2 separate regions of the Sus scrofa genome follow, and region 1 is linked to region 2. A link is a contact called in public Hi-C data. All regions are on one chromosome and are shown on one strand. The core of a region is the stretch at or near the end of the contact, and the rest is flanking DNA. Distances in the headings are between cores, read along the strand shown.

Evidence for each region. Hi-C and Micro-C count contacts between places; a contact is called where the count stands out from the background.
Region 1: a contact with region 2 is called in a Hi-C map of skeletal muscle, with 6 times the contacts expected there. The contact joins the promoter of MRPL28 here to the promoter of RAB11FIP3 in region 2. A contact is called at or near these places in 1 of 5 promoter capture datasets (fetal liver) and 6 of 47 Hi-C or Micro-C datasets (epiblast stem cells, fetal liver, liver and 2 more).

What each region holds. Positions count from the first base shown.
Region 1 is chr3:41,328,848-41,335,839 of Sscrofa11.1, forward strand. It overlaps MRPL28 (39S ribosomal protein L28, mitochondrial), which reads left to right and starts at 1,565. Exons shown (of 5, transcript XM_005655127.3): 1 at 1,565-2,275; 2 at 2,865-3,017; 3 at 3,266-3,400; 4 at 3,487-3,573; 5 at 4,256-4,673. The coding sequence starts at 1,988. The coding sequence ends at 4,414. It overlaps TMEM8A (transmembrane protein 8A), which reads left to right. Exons shown (of 12, transcript XR_002342470.1): 11 at 129-1,236; 12 at 1,508-1,583.
Region 2 is chr3:41,283,143-41,290,555 of Sscrofa11.1, forward strand. It overlaps RAB11FIP3 (rab11 family-interacting protein 3), which reads right to left and starts at 1,856. Exons shown (of 14, transcript XM_021086921.1): 1 at 756-1,856. The coding sequence starts at 1,841.

The sequences.
Region 1 (6,992 bases), core at 315-2,814, 45 kb after region 2:
AGGCCTGGGGACCCTCAGGTCTTTGTGCGCTTGAACCCCCACCAAGCAGCCCACGCTCCCAGACCTGGGCGAGCCCTTGGCAGCCCTGGTTGCAGCCCCTGCGCCGACACGCAAGTGCTTTCCTCCAGGTGTACCGCTGCGGGCGCCGACGCCGCTGCTACCCGCCCTCCTGGCAGCGCTGGGTCTTCTACCTCCTGCCTGGCATCGCCATGGCCTCTGTGGCCATTGCCATCTACACCGCCATGATGACCAGCGACAACTATTACTACACCCACAGCATCTGGCACATGCTGCTGGCTGGCAGCGCTGCGTTCCTGCTGCCACCAAGGGACCAACACACCGAGCCCTGGGCCTGCTCCCAGAAGCTCACCTGCCACTATGATATCTGCAGGAACCGCCAGGAAGAGCTGTACACAGTGACATGACGTGGCCCGCTTGGGGACACCTGCGGCTTTGATGATTTCTCCGGCCAGGGGCAGGACCAGGGGAGAGGTACCCTGTCCAGATGGATTTCCAGCCGAATAAAATTGCACTGCTGTGCTCTCACTTCCTCCTCCTCCGGAGGCAAGGCCACACCCCCAGCTCCCTTATGCCTACTGGCTGCCAGCTACCCGGTCCCTCTGCAGGGCCCAGCGGGTGTCTGCAGTGGCTCCTGAGGCCTGGCCCTGGCTGCCTGGAGACCACAGGTACCAAGTGGGGAAGCCCCTGTGGTCTGCTGGCCTGGAGATGGTTGGAGGGAAACGTAGAGTAAGATGGCTGTGTCGCCCTGTTCCTGTGTGAGGCTGTGCTCTGGCACTTAGGCTGGTAGCTGTGCCGCCGCGTGGCTCCTTGACCCCTTGTGCCCCAGCAGGATGCCCCCTGCTGATGCATTTGCCACGGGAAGGGGCGATCGTGCCAAGGGAGCTGATGGCACTGGGTGGCCTAAGGGCTAGCTGCCACGAGGGCATGGGGAAGGCTGGCTTCTGGCTGGCTGGCCACCCCTACCCCTTCACGTTGGCTCCAAAACTGGGAGGCCTTCGTGGAGAGGAGGCTCCAAGATGCTCTGGGAGTGCTGGGCTCCCAGGGCACACCTTGTCCCAACTCTACCCCACTGCCCTCTGGGTTCCTGGGCCCTTGTCTAGTGAGCATCTCCTTGAGAAGAGAAGGGGACGGCGGCCACCCTGACCTCGCTCAAACACGTGTCTGCAGAGGGGGCTCCTGGGGACCTGGCCTAACCTCTCTCGTGGTGAAAGCAGGGTAAGGGCTGCTGACCACCCCAGGAGGCCCTCCCTAAGGTAGGCTGCGGGGGGCCACTGTCAGTGTGAGGGTGCTGAGCCCAGGGTGGGTGGGGGCCCGCAGCCCTCTCACCTCTGGACCTGGCATCTTGCCTTCCGAGTCCCATCCAGGATATGGCCTCCCGGGAGGCTTCCCACACCCGCAGTTACCCAGCACTTGGCCACCGTAGCATTCTCCAGGCTTGTAATGGGGAAATATTTATATAAGGTATTTCGGGGGGGGATTTTTTCAGACATTGAAGACATTTTTCTGTAGCTCTGATTTCACTGTGATTGATGAATTTAATATTCTACACTGATGTTTCAAGGTAAAAAGAGTCTTTGCATTGCTTTCTGCGCTCGTTCTGGGAGGAGGGAAGGTGGCCAAGCCTCTGGAAACGGGCCCATTCTTGCCGGCCCCACACTTGCCGACGATCCCTGGGGCTGCCACCATCTCTGCAGGAAGTTTTCCACGGTCCCTAAGGACCAAAGAGGGGGCGGGACGAGCTGGGTAGACGGACTGGCTTGCAGCCAATCAGCGGCGGTTGGAGAGCAGGGTGCCGCGGCACGACTTCCGTTTCCGGCGAGGCCCTGGGCTCCGGAGGCTGGCGCGGCTGATCCTGGCTTGCAGTGGGAGTCACGCGGCTTTGCGCGCGGGGCCGGGGTGAGGGTGTTGTCCCACGTCCGGCCGCCGCGCGTGACCGCGGTCCCTGCCTCCCGCCAGCCTCGCCGCGATGCCCTTGCACAAGGTCCCTGTCGGCCTGTGGAAGCAGCTCCGGCTGTGGGAGGGCATCTATTCCCGCCTGCCCCGGCACTACCTGCGCTCCCTGGAGGAGGCGCGGACGCCCACTCCCGTGCACTACAGGCCTCACGGGGCCAAGTTCAAGATCAACCCCAAGAACTGGCAGCGGGAGCGCGTGGAGGACGTGCCCATTCCGGTTCACTACCCCCCGGAGTCCCAGCTGGGGCTGTGGGGCGGCGAGGGCTGGGTGCTGGGTCACAGATACGTCAACAACGACAAGGTGAGCGAGCAGGACGGGCTGGCGCGGTACCTCCCGGGCCTTGCCGCCCGGCTCCGGCTGGGGTCTGGAGGTACCTGGAGAGGAAGGGGACTCTGCTCGGGAGGAGGGCTTACGGCCCGGCGGACACAGCTCCTTTCAGGATGGGGAGGAGGCCTGAGTCTTGAGAGGGGGTGGGGGGCGAGGCCTAAGGAGACCTGTCGGCTTCACCCTCACCCCCACCTATCCTGACACCGGCAAGGCTGGCACTGCCCTGCCCCCTTTAGAATGGTCGAGAGACTAACCCGGGGGGCAGATCACCCCAGTCCGCCCCTGATGCCCCCAGTGCCTTGCTGCCTCTGATGGGGAACCTGGAGGAGCTGCCGAGCCCTCGGGGTGGGGATTTGTGTCTTTGATGTCTCCTTGGCCTTTGGGCCCTTAGGCTCTGGTTTGGACCGTGAAACCCCGTGGACCCTGCAGTTACGGTTGTGTGTGACCCTGCCACCTCGGCAGGGTCGGGGGAGAAGCGGACCTCTGGGCAGCCAGGCCCCCGAGTGGAGGCTGACAGGTGCAGCTCCCCGGCCCGATGTCACCAAGCCTCTTGCTCCCTCAGCTCTCCAAGAGAGTGAGGAAGGTGTGGAAGCCGCAGCTGTTCCAGCGCGAGCTCTACAGTGAGATCCTGGACAAGCGGTTCACCGTGACCGTGACCATGCGCACCCTGGACCTCATCGACCAGGCCTGCGGCTTCGACTTCTACATCCTCAAGGCAAGGACAGCGGGGTCCCCACTGAGATGTCATCGGCACCCTGTCCCCCCGACCCCCACAGCCCCAGTGGGAGTCCGTCGCTGCGGCAGCCGCCCCGCTTCACCTCCTCTGCTCTCAGACCTTTCTCTGTTCTGGCCCCCGGGTGCTGGGCTGGCCTGGGTGCTGCCAGCAGCTGGCGTGGAGGCTGAAGGGGGCGGGGGGCGGGACCCTGCCTGAAGCACCGGGTCCCATGTGGAGCCTCCTGCCAGACCCCCAAGGAGGACCTGTGCTCCAAGTTCGGGATGGACCTGAAGCGGGGGATGCTGCTGCGGCTTGCCCGACAGGACCCCCAGCTGCACCCGGACGACCCCGCCAGGAGGGCGGCCATCTACGACAGGTACAAGGTAAGGAGTAAGCCTGTACCTCCTGCCTCTCACGGGCCCCTGGCCGGCTGCCCCGGCCTCATCGACCCTGGTCTCTGCCCGCCCAGGCGTTCGTCATCCCCGAGGCAGAGGCCGAGTGGGTTGGCCTGACGTTGGACGAGGCCGTGGAGAAGCAGAGGCTCCTGGAGGAGAAGGTGTGTGTGTGGGAGCACGAGCTGCCGAGTGCCAGCCCCGGGGGGAGGGCGGGGGGGAGAGGGAACGTGAATGGGGCCCCAGGCAGGCTCCGTGCCGCCTGCACCCTCCAGTCCGGTCCTGGCACCCTCCTGCCCCCTCTGCCAGCCTCAGGGACAGACAGACAGACAAGACCTGGATGCTTGGCCCCACTGGTTTACATGGCTGCCTGGCACTCCCCAGGGTCTGCCGGGTACCGAGTGCAGGCTTTTTCTGGCTTGTCCCCTGGAAGAGTCTGGTGTGCGTGGGAGCTGCCAGGACAGGGAGCCCACAGCAGCTGCTACCCCCTTCCCCCTGCCCAGTTTATCTGCAACCACTGGGCCCCAAGGCAGGGAAGCCGGGGGTAGGCGCCTGATCCCTGCTCCCCCAAGGGAGGGCGGCCCCTCTCTCTCTGACTGGGGGTCGGGGGGTGGCACGTAGCCTTCCCTGACTCAGCTGCCAAGCCTGAGGGGCCTGGACCTCTCGGTGTCCTGGGGTTATGCCCAGACAGGCCTGGGTAATGGGTGGAGCCTCACATGCCCTCCCAGGCTGCTCACCTCCCATGACCTGAAGCCGGACAGAGGCGGGGGTCCGGTGCGGCTCTGGCTCCAGATCCCCAAAACAGCAACCCTGCACCGAGGGTGCATTGTCGCCTTCATCCCACAGCTGGAGTCCCTCCTCCTCCGAGCGTCTCACTGGGACCCCGTCTCCCCGCAGGACCCCATTCCTCTGTTCAAGATCTTCGTGGAGGAGCTGCTCGGGCAGCTTCAGCAGCAGGCCCTCTCTGAGCCGGCTGTGGTGCAGACGAGAGCCAGCAGGAAGTAGCGGGTCGTAACCTGGGCCTCGGCCAAGCTCAGCACCCCGGCCCCCGCTGGCAACACGGACAGAGCCCAGGGTGCTGGTGACGGCTGCCTGTGGCCTTGGGCCAACCCGCGTGTGCGTACTGGCCCTGCAGCTCCCAGCGGGGGTGGTCCTTCCCCAAGAGGCCTCTTGTTCCAGGATCCCCAGGGGCCTGGGGCCATCTTGCTATCTCTGTGGTCCCCTCCCTCGGGGGCAGCGTGAGTAAAGTCTGAGTTGGGCTGAGCGTGTGCTCCTTTGCTTGGATGATCGGGGCTCGCCCTGTGCCCCAAAGACCTGGGACGCAGCTGAGGTGGGTGCTGGTCCCCGGGTGTGCAAGCTCCTGGGGCTGCTCTCGTCCAGGAGAAGCCCGCGTCCGAGGCGTCTCGCCATCGTCCAGGAGGTGCTCGGCCCTCCTTGCACGTCCCTTCCTGTCCGGACAGAGCAGAGGCAGCTGCGTGGCTGGGTCTGGCCGTGGCTGATGCTACCCGTGCCAGCATCTCTCTGAGAGGCCAGGGACCCTGGGGCAGTGCTGCTGGCGGCATTGTCTTGCAGAGAAGGCCTTGTCTGGAACCCCTGTCCACACCACCCTGTCACAGTCCTAAAGGAGAGAGAGGCCACATCACAGCCTTTGGGGCTTACCCCCTGGGCGCCCCCTCTTTTGCTGACCAGACTTGAACTGGGGGGGGAATGCGGCTGCCAGTGGGAGGTTGGGCCAGGCACCTGAGGCCTCTCTTGCTCTGAGACTTGGGGTCTTTGCTGACCCTTATCTGCAAGTCCTGAGCATTGAGACCCATTTGGGTCTCTGGGAGGGCAAGTGGGTTCCCCTCAGCTGGGCCAGGCACGTGACTGGGGCACCAGGCTGCCCTGAGTGGTGCTTGGGAAGGGATGCCCACGGGGCTGTGGTTCTGGAGGGGAGGCCAGAGGGGGCGTGCCACTGATCGGTGGGTGCAGCTGCAGAAGGGCCCTGGGAGCCCGTGGATTGTTAGGGGGTTCAGAATCCAGCCACAGTGGCTCAGGTTGCTGCAGAGGTGTGGGTTCCATCCCCCGCCCATTGTGGTGGGTTAAAGGGTCTGGCGTTGCCGCAGCTGCAGCTGGGATTCAGCCCTTGGCCTGGGAACTTTGATAGGCTGGGGGTGTGGGCTTAACATTAAAAAAAAAAAAAAAAAGAGTTTTACCAAAAACTCACTGTGTCCAGCTCACTCCTGGCCAGGATCTGGGGGCCGGCAGGACCTAGCCACTTGTCCAAACCATGGGCCCCTGCTCCAGCCACTTTGCTGCTCGGGGCAGGCTGGCCTCCCCAGCCTCCACGGCATGGTTCACACGTTCAGCCCTGACCTGAACCAGGTCCCTTTTCTACGCCCTCGCCTGGGGCCCTGAGGGACCTGGGCCTACACAGAGCTTGTGGCCCGAGCAGCATGGGGTGGAGGGTGGCACCCACCTCCCTGTCACCACGGGTGGGCCCGCTTGGCCCTGCTAACCCCAGCCTGGGGTTATGCCCAGACAGGCCTGGGTAATGGGTGGAGCCTCACATGCCCTCAGCAGGCTGCTCACCTCCCATGACCTGAAGCTGGACAGAAGCGGGGGTCCGGTGCGGCTCTGGCTCCAGATCCCCAAAACAGCAACCCTGCACCGAGGGTGCATTGTCGCCTTCATCCCATCCTCCCGCGGGTCCTTGATGCAGGAAGGGTTCAGAGGCCCTCGCTGTTACCACAGACTCCCTCCCCAGCCCAAATAAAATAACCATCCCCGCTGGTACGTCCAGGCAGGGGGTGGGGAGGGGACTCAGGCTGTCCCACCCTCCAGACCCTGGTCAGGCCGTGCCCCTGAGCTGCCTTCATCTCTGTCCCTGCTGGCCGCCCCTCTGCTGGTCTGGCACTGAGAGCCTACAGTGCCCCCTTGTGAGGCCCTGGGGACCCTGGAGGGTGTACTGATCAAGATCAAACCTGTAGAAGCTGGCACTGCCCTGTGCTGGCCCGTAGCTGCAGAAGGGCTGGGCACCTGTCTCTGCACAAGCTGGGCCCCCTTCCCCTCATGTGTTTCCATGAGATCGGAGCTCAGTCCTTCGGCCTCCGTGTGGGTTGCCACGCTGGGCTGTGGGCGGGGGAGGGCACTCGGGACCAGCAGCAGAGGCCCCAAGCAACACTGTGGGGTCAGCCGTATGGTGTCCGCAGGCTTTTGTGTCCACTGTCTCATTCCAGCATCCCTGAATCCCAGGACGGGTGAAAGGACTGACCCTGTCAAGGGATGGAACAGCTTAGGACGAGAGAACTGAGGCGCAGTCCGGGGGCTCTGTGCTTGACCCCTTACTGTCAGGGCCTCACCTGAGTCCTGCTGTTAGGTGCCCTGGCTCCAGGGTGCTAGGAGCACAGGGAGCTGCTGTGGGGCCCATACCAACCCGCAGGAGCATCAGCCCCAGGCAGGCTGGTGCCCTCCCAGCTCAGCCCAAGCCCCCAAATGGGGCTCCAGCCCTGCCCCTTTCGCTCCTGCAGCCAACCCAGGCATGCGTCCCCAAGTACGATTTGTCCTGGCACGGCAGCTGTCTGTACCTGATGTCCAGCATGGC
Region 2 (7,413 bases), core at 606-3,105:
CCCTGCTGCTGTCTCCACCTAAACTTTCCTAAGCGCTGGGAGGGAGGGACTGGAGGGTGAGGGCCACCTCCTCCTAGCGCAGCCACAGCCCCGGGGGGCTGGGCAGGACCCCCTGCCCCACTGCACTGTGCCTTCCCAACACCTGCCCCACAGGCGAGGAGGTGGCCCTGAGGCAGTTCTGCTCAGGCTTCCTCAAGTCTGCATGCACCATGGTGCTCCGAGGCTCATTCCCCTCCCTCTGGGCTTCCTCTCTTTCCCTTCTGCACAGAAGGAACAGCAGTGAAATTTTTTGGCATTCGGCGTCTCCCAAACAACGAGTCTATGGAGAACATATGCCAACCACACACAGTAAAGTAACTGCGCTCAAAATAGACGTCTGGAACATGATCCCTAAGCGTCCAGGTGCCCCGTGGCAGACCCAAGGAGCGAATTACTTCAGCCCGACCAGACCTGGGCCCTCCGCTGGGGGAACGGCGGGCACGTCTGCGGAGGGCACTTCCATCGGGCAGCCTGGGGGCATGTCCCCAGGCCAGGCGCTCCCCTCGACTTAGGAAAATATCCAGCTTGTGTGGCCTGAGACGTCAGGGAAGACACTAAATCCCGGAATTAGAACCTCTCTCAAGGGGAAAGAGGCGCTTCGGCGAAATTCGACCAGAGGTGAGGGCAGAAGTCAAGCACGAGAGGACGCGGACCCCGGCCTTAAGTGCCCTCCGCGACCCCCGCGCACGGAGCCCGGCTCCCACGCTGCGAGTTACCTGCTCTGCCCCGTAGACGGTGGCGAACTGGACGAAGTCCGCGATGCGGACGAAGCCGTCTCCATCCCCGTCCAGGGCTTCGAACACGGCTCGGAGCCGGGGGGCGTCCTCCGGACACCCCGCGGGCTCGCTCGTTAAGGGGCGGGTCTGGCTGAAGTCCGAGGGCCGGTCCGGGTCCCCGGGACCCAGCTCCAGCGCCGGCTCGCCGACCTCGGGCGAGGGGAAGGGGGGGAAGAAGTCGACCTCGCCCCGCAGGTGGTGGCTGCGGCTGAAATCCTGCGCGCGGGCTGTCGCGCTGTGCGGGCAGCTTGGGGGGCCGTCACCCTCCGGCTCAGCGGTCCAGGAATAAAGCGGGCCTAGTTCCGACAGCGGCGGGTCGGGGTCGGGGTCGGGGTCGGGATCGGAGTCGGGGTCCGGGTCTGGGGCCCGGCCAAGGCGCTGAGGCCTCCGCTCCGGCCCCGGGCCCCGTCCGGCCTCCGGGCCGGCTTCGGGGTCTTGCGGGCCGAGCCCCAGGTGGAGGGCGGGAGCGGAGGGCGCGCCGGGCCCGCCGGGGTCTGGGTCGGGGCCCGGGCCGCCCGAGGGGGAGGCCGGCCGGCCCGGCTCCATCTTCATGGGCGCGCCCCCGGCCGCGGCGCAGGCCCGCGAGGCCAGTGGAACGGCGGGCGGCGCGGGCGGCAGACAAAGGCGCTCAGGGCGCGGCGGCGGGCGCGGGCATCCCCGCGGCGACGCGGGCGGGCGCGCGCGGGGCGCCCGGGCTGCTCGGGCTGGCGCTCGGGCCCTGCTCCGCCCTCGCCCATCTTCGCGCCGCGCCTCAGCTGTCCTCGGCCCTGCGGCGCGGCGGGCGCGGGCCCATGGCGGCGGCGGCGGCGGCGGCGGGTGGCACAAGGAAGCCGAGGGTGAGGACGAGGAGGGGAGGCTAAGGAGCGGGTCGCCGAGGAGGGGGATCTGGAGAATCAGGACCCTAAACAGGAGGACGGCGCGCAGGAGGACGCTGAGGGGAACACGGTTGAGGAGGACGAGGAGGTGTCCGCGGTACCCGAGCTCACGCCGCCGCCCTCGCCCCGCCCTCTGTCGGCCTGACGTCATCACGTCGCGCCGCCATCTGGCTCCGCCCCTCGCCGGGCTGCTATAAAGGCAGGCAGCCGCGCTGCGAAGCTGTGGGGCTGTATGTGGGTCTCCCTTCCTCTGCGGCACCGGGAGGCTGGGTGTAAAGGGGGCGAATGCGCTGGAAGGCAGCAACCCCGGGCGTGACGTCATGCACCCCCACACGCAACGCGGATGACTGCGTCTTGCCTGCATAAAGAGCTCCCTCAAATTGATAAGCAACGGATGCGATCCAACCGGGCGAGCGAAGTGCGCGTGACATCCTCCTCCCGCAACCGTGGCTCGCAGTCCCGGCCTGAGTGTGGAAGGGCCCTGAACATGCGGTCCCTCACTTGTGACCCAAGGAACGGGTGGCCCAACGCAGAGGCCTTTTTTAAAAATCTCGGACAGGAGTTCCCGTCGTGGCGCAGTGGTTAACGCATCCGACTAGAAACCATGAGGTTGCGGGTTCGGTCCCTGCCCTCGATCAGCGGGTTAAGGATCCGGTGTCAAGGTTGCAGACGCGGCTCGGATCCCGCGTTGCTGTGGCTGTGGCGTAGGCCGGCGGCTACAGCTCCGATTCGACCCCTAGTCTGGGAACCTCCATATGCTGCAGCTCCAATTAGACCCCTAGTCTGGGAACCTCCATATGCCACGGGTGCAACTGTAAAAAGAGAAAAAAAATTCACAGAATTGTATCACCAGAGAATGAATTTCACTGCGTGTAAATTATACCTTAGTAAAAAAATAATTTTTTAAAAAAATTATCCCTGTGTTTTCTTTTTCTTGTTTTCCTTATGTCCTCTGCCTTCCTCATGTCTTTAGAAAACACTAGCCCCCTAGGCCTTCCCCGAGTTCCAAAGAGTAAATTTAATTAGAAAAGTGAAAAAAAAATGTAGAAAGAAAGGAAAAGAGTCAAGCAGCAGACAGACAGAACAGTCAAGGAGCCTTAGTTAGCTCCTCCTCAAGGGGGCTATAGATCACTTTTTTTTTTTAGGGCCACACCTACAAACCCACGTCCTCATGGACAGTAGTCGGGTTCAATACCCCTAAGCCACAAGGGGAACTCCGATAGATCATCTTCCGAGCTGTTTTTTTGGGTTTTTTTTTTTTTTTGTCCTTTTGCCTTTTCTACAGCCTTACCCTGAATCATATGGAGGTTCTCGGGCTAGGGGTCTAATTGGAGCTGCAGGCCAAGCCTACACCAGAACCACAGCAACTCAGGATGCAACCCACACCACAGCTCACAGCAACGCCGGATCCTTAACCCACTGAGCAAGGCCAGGGATCGAACCCGAAACCTCGTGGATTCTTCGTCGGATTCGTTAACCACTGAGCCATGACAGGAACTCCCTTCAGACCTGTTTTGCAGAGGCTGAAACCCCACCAGGTGAAGAAGTTAAGTATATGGAGCCCACCAGCTCCTAGTCCCCAGACCAGCTGGAACGGAAGCCTGAGGATGCTGACTTGATTTCATCACCACCAGTCAATCATCAGAATATCCTCGAGCTGATCACGTGCCCCCTCCCTCACCCTGCCTTTAAAAGCCTTTTCCTGGAGTTCCCGTCGTGGCGCAGTGGTTAACGAATCCGACTAGGAACCATGAGGTTGCGGGTTCGGTCCCTGCCCTTGCTCAGTGGGTTAAGGATCCGGCATTGCCGTGAGCTGTGGTGTCGGTTGCAGACGCGGCTCGGATCCCAAGTTGCTGTGGCTCTGGCGTAGGCCGGTGGCTACAGCTCCGATTCAACCCCTAGCCTGGGAACCTCCATATGCCGCAGGGGCGGCCCAAGAAATAGCAAAAAAAAGAAGACAAAAAAAAAAAAAGCCTTTTCCTGAAAGCCTTTGGGAGGCTTGGGTCTTTGAGCCCCAGCCACCTGGACTCCTGGCTTGGCGCCTGCAGTAAACACTGCCCTTTCCTTCCTCACGACCTGGAGTCAGTCAAGTGGATTTGCTGCAGGCGTGCGGGCAGACCCAGGATTGGTTGGGTGACATCGCACTGGGGGGAGTTAGGGCTTCAACATATCAATTTGAGGGGACGTGACTCAGCCCATAGCAACTGGAAAGAGATATTTGAAACAGATGTAGCTGATAATGCATGTATTTCCACAATACACAAGAATTCTCCAAAGAACAGTGAAAGCACATCATGCGGTAGAAAAATGAGCAATAAACATGAATAAGCAGTTCCACAGGCAGAGACTCAATTGGCCAATAAACACGTTAAAAAGATGCTTAAGCCCACTGGTAGCCAAGGGAATGACCAAGGCTCGCATTGGACATCAAGTGGTAAAAATTTAAGCCAATACCACCAAGCATTCACAGGAATGATTCACCTGGAGGGCCGTGTCCCCCTCATTCTTACTGGGCACTTCTTTGTTGTCGTTTTTAGGGCCACATCTGCAGCATACGGAGGTTCCCTGGCTAGGGGTCTAATCGGAGCTACAGCTGCCGGCCTACACCGCAGCCACAGCCACGCAGGATCTGAGGCGTGTCTGCGACCTACACCACAGCTCATGGTAGTGCCGGATCCTGAACCCACTGAGCTAGGCCAGGGATCGAACCTGCATCCTCGTGGACCCTCGTCAGGTCCATTAACTGCTGAGCCACAACAGGAACTCCATTACCCGGCATTTCTGCTTCTCCACCATCAAATCCACTCGGAGGCAGGAAAGGGATGTTGGAGGCGGCATTGGTTTTCCTAGTTCCATGAAGAGGCTGCTGCGTGGGACATTATGAGCAGACTCAGCGGATGAACCGACATGGTGCCCATTTGCGTGGGCTGATGGCGACAAGCTGCGTGGCAAAGCGAGCTCCGGAACGGAGACCGTGTAATGCCGTCTTAGCAAAGTTTACAAACACTGCATCAGAGTTCCCCAGTGGAACAGCGGGTCAAGGATCCGGCCTTGTCACTGCTGGTCTGGCACGGGTTCGATCCCCAGCCCGGGAGCGTCTGCATGCCGCTGGCAGAGCCAAATGAATAAATAAACGAACCATCGATACAGGTATGGTTTTTAAACATCTTCATTTGCAGTAAAAAATACGAAAACAAGAGTGGGAAGGGGGAGGAGGCGACAGAGGAGGAAAGTGGTGAAAGGGAGCAGGACCTGAGCATTTACTTCCTTAAAAGACAGATGGACTGGGGACAGACAGGACAAAATACCTACACCTGGTAAACCTGGCTGGTGAGAACGTGGGTACGGTTCTTCAGAAAGTTTAAGAATTTCGGGAGTTCCCATCATGGCGCAGTGGTTAACGAATCCGACTAAGAACCACGAGGTTGCGGGTTCGGTCAGTGCCCTTGCTCAGTGGGTTAAGGATCCGGCATTGCCGTGACCTGTTGTGTAGGTTGCAGACACAGTTCAGATCCTGAGTTGCTGTGGCTCTGGTGTAGGCTGGCCGCTACAGCTCTGACTCGACCCCTAGCCTGGGAACCTCCACATGCTGTGAGTGCAGCTCTAAAAAGCAACAACAAATTCATAATTTTCATAATTAAACACTTTGAATTTAATTTTTCAATTTTATGGCCACAGATGGAAGTGCCGGGGCCATGGATTGAATCCAAGCCACAGCTACAGCAATGCTAGATCCTTAACCCACCTTGCTGGGCCAGGGATCAAACCTGTGTCCCACGGCTCCAGAGACGCTGTTGATCCCATTGGGTCACAGCAGGAACTCCTGCAGTTGGAGTCTTAATCCACTGTGCCATGGCAGGAACTCCTCAATGCCTTCTAAATTTAATGAGTAAATCCTCTACCCAGGAGTTCCCATCGTGGAGCAGCAGAAACAAATCCAACTAGGAACCACGTTTCTGGTTCGAACCCTGGCCTCGCTCAATGGGTTAAGGATCTGACATTGCTGTGAGCTGTGGCATAGGTTGCAAATTTGGTTCAGATCCTGTGTTGCTGTGGCTGTGGTGTAGGCTGGCAGCTGCAGCTCCAATCTGACCCTTAGCCTGGGAACCTTCATACACGGTGGGTAGGGCCCTAAAAAGCAAAATTAATTAATTAATTAATTAATTAAATCCTCTACCCAGAGTCACAAAGATATCCAGTCTACTGATGGTTTTTCCTTTCACAAGTATGTCTTCGAGCCATTTGGAGAGGGTTGGTTGGTTGGTTTCTGTCTTTTTGTCTTTTTGAGGGCTGACTCCGCAGCACATGGAGGTTCCCGGCTAGGGGTCCACTCAGAGCTGTAGCTGCCAGCCTGCGCCACAGCCACAGCAGCGCCAGGTCTTTAACCCACTGAGCGAGGCCAGGGGTCGAACCCACGTCCTCACGGACGTTTGTTAGATTCGCTTCCGCTGAGCCAGGATGAGAACTCCTGGCGGTTTTTTACTGTGATCTGAAATAGGCACCTGACTTCGCCTCTCACTTAACAAGCCCGTTTCCCAAACTCTCGTGTCCTTCCCGCCCATTTTTGTGAGCTCCCCTCTACCAGCCATTTGAACACGGAGTCGTTTGTGCCCAGGTAGGGTGAGGCTGGGAGCCCAGCCCAGAGGGGTGGGGAGCAGGTTCTGGGTGTCTAAAGAAGCCACATCGAGGAGTTCCCATCATGGCGCAGTGGTTGACGAATCCGACTAGGAACCACGAGGTTGCGGGTTCGATCCCTGACCTTGCTCAGTGGGTTAACGATCCAGTGTTGCCGTGAGCTGTGGTGTGGGTCGCAGACACTGCTCGGATCCTGTGTTGCTATGGCTCTGGCGTAGGCTGGCGGCTACAGCTCAGATTAGACCCCTAGCCTGGGAACCTCCATATGTTGCAGGAGCGGCCCAGAAATGGCAAAAAGAAAAAAAAAGAAGCCACGTCGGGGTTCCCGCTGTAGTGCGACAGTTCAGCTGCATCCTGGGAGCGCTGGGACACAGCTTTGATCCCTGGCCTGCACAGCAGGTTAAGGATTCAGCATTGTTGCAACTTTGGTGTAGGTGGCAACTGCGGCTCAGAGCTGATCTCTGGCCCAGGAGCTCCACAGGCCATGGAACAGCCAAAAAACAGGAAAAATGAAAAAGAAAGAAGCCCACTTCCCAAGGGGGACAGTTTCAGACGCACCCGTGGCAGGCCTTTCCTCACTGAGCACGAAGGGCCCTGCTGGGGGCTGGACATCTGTGCTGGGAGCAAAACTTCTGCCCAGAGCTCAAGGTCAAGGGGGAGCCATTCAGGGTCAAGGGGGAGTCTCATGCAGGGCACTTCAGGGAAGCTGGCCAGTGGTGGTCTCAGTGGCCCTCAGAGGTCAGAGGTGAGGGGCAGAGCACTATCCCGGAGGAAGGATCCTTCCGCAGGCCTGTGACAGCCAGGGTAAGGGGCCAGCGGGGCCGCCAGACAGCCTGCCACTGGGCACCCCAGGAGAGGGCTCTGAACCTGGCAGTGGGTCCAGATCCTCTGCCTCCTGTCCCATCTTTCAGCCCGGGGAGCCTCTACACCCTCACAGAATAGGCAGCCGTGCCCCCCAGGCCTGAGGTGCCATCCTGTCTGGGGCAGCAGCTCTTCCACAGTCACGAGGGGCAGGTGGGAGACAGGCGAGGGACAGGTGAGGGGTTACCAAGCAGCGAGAGCAAATGTTTTGCAGGCAATGGGTTTGC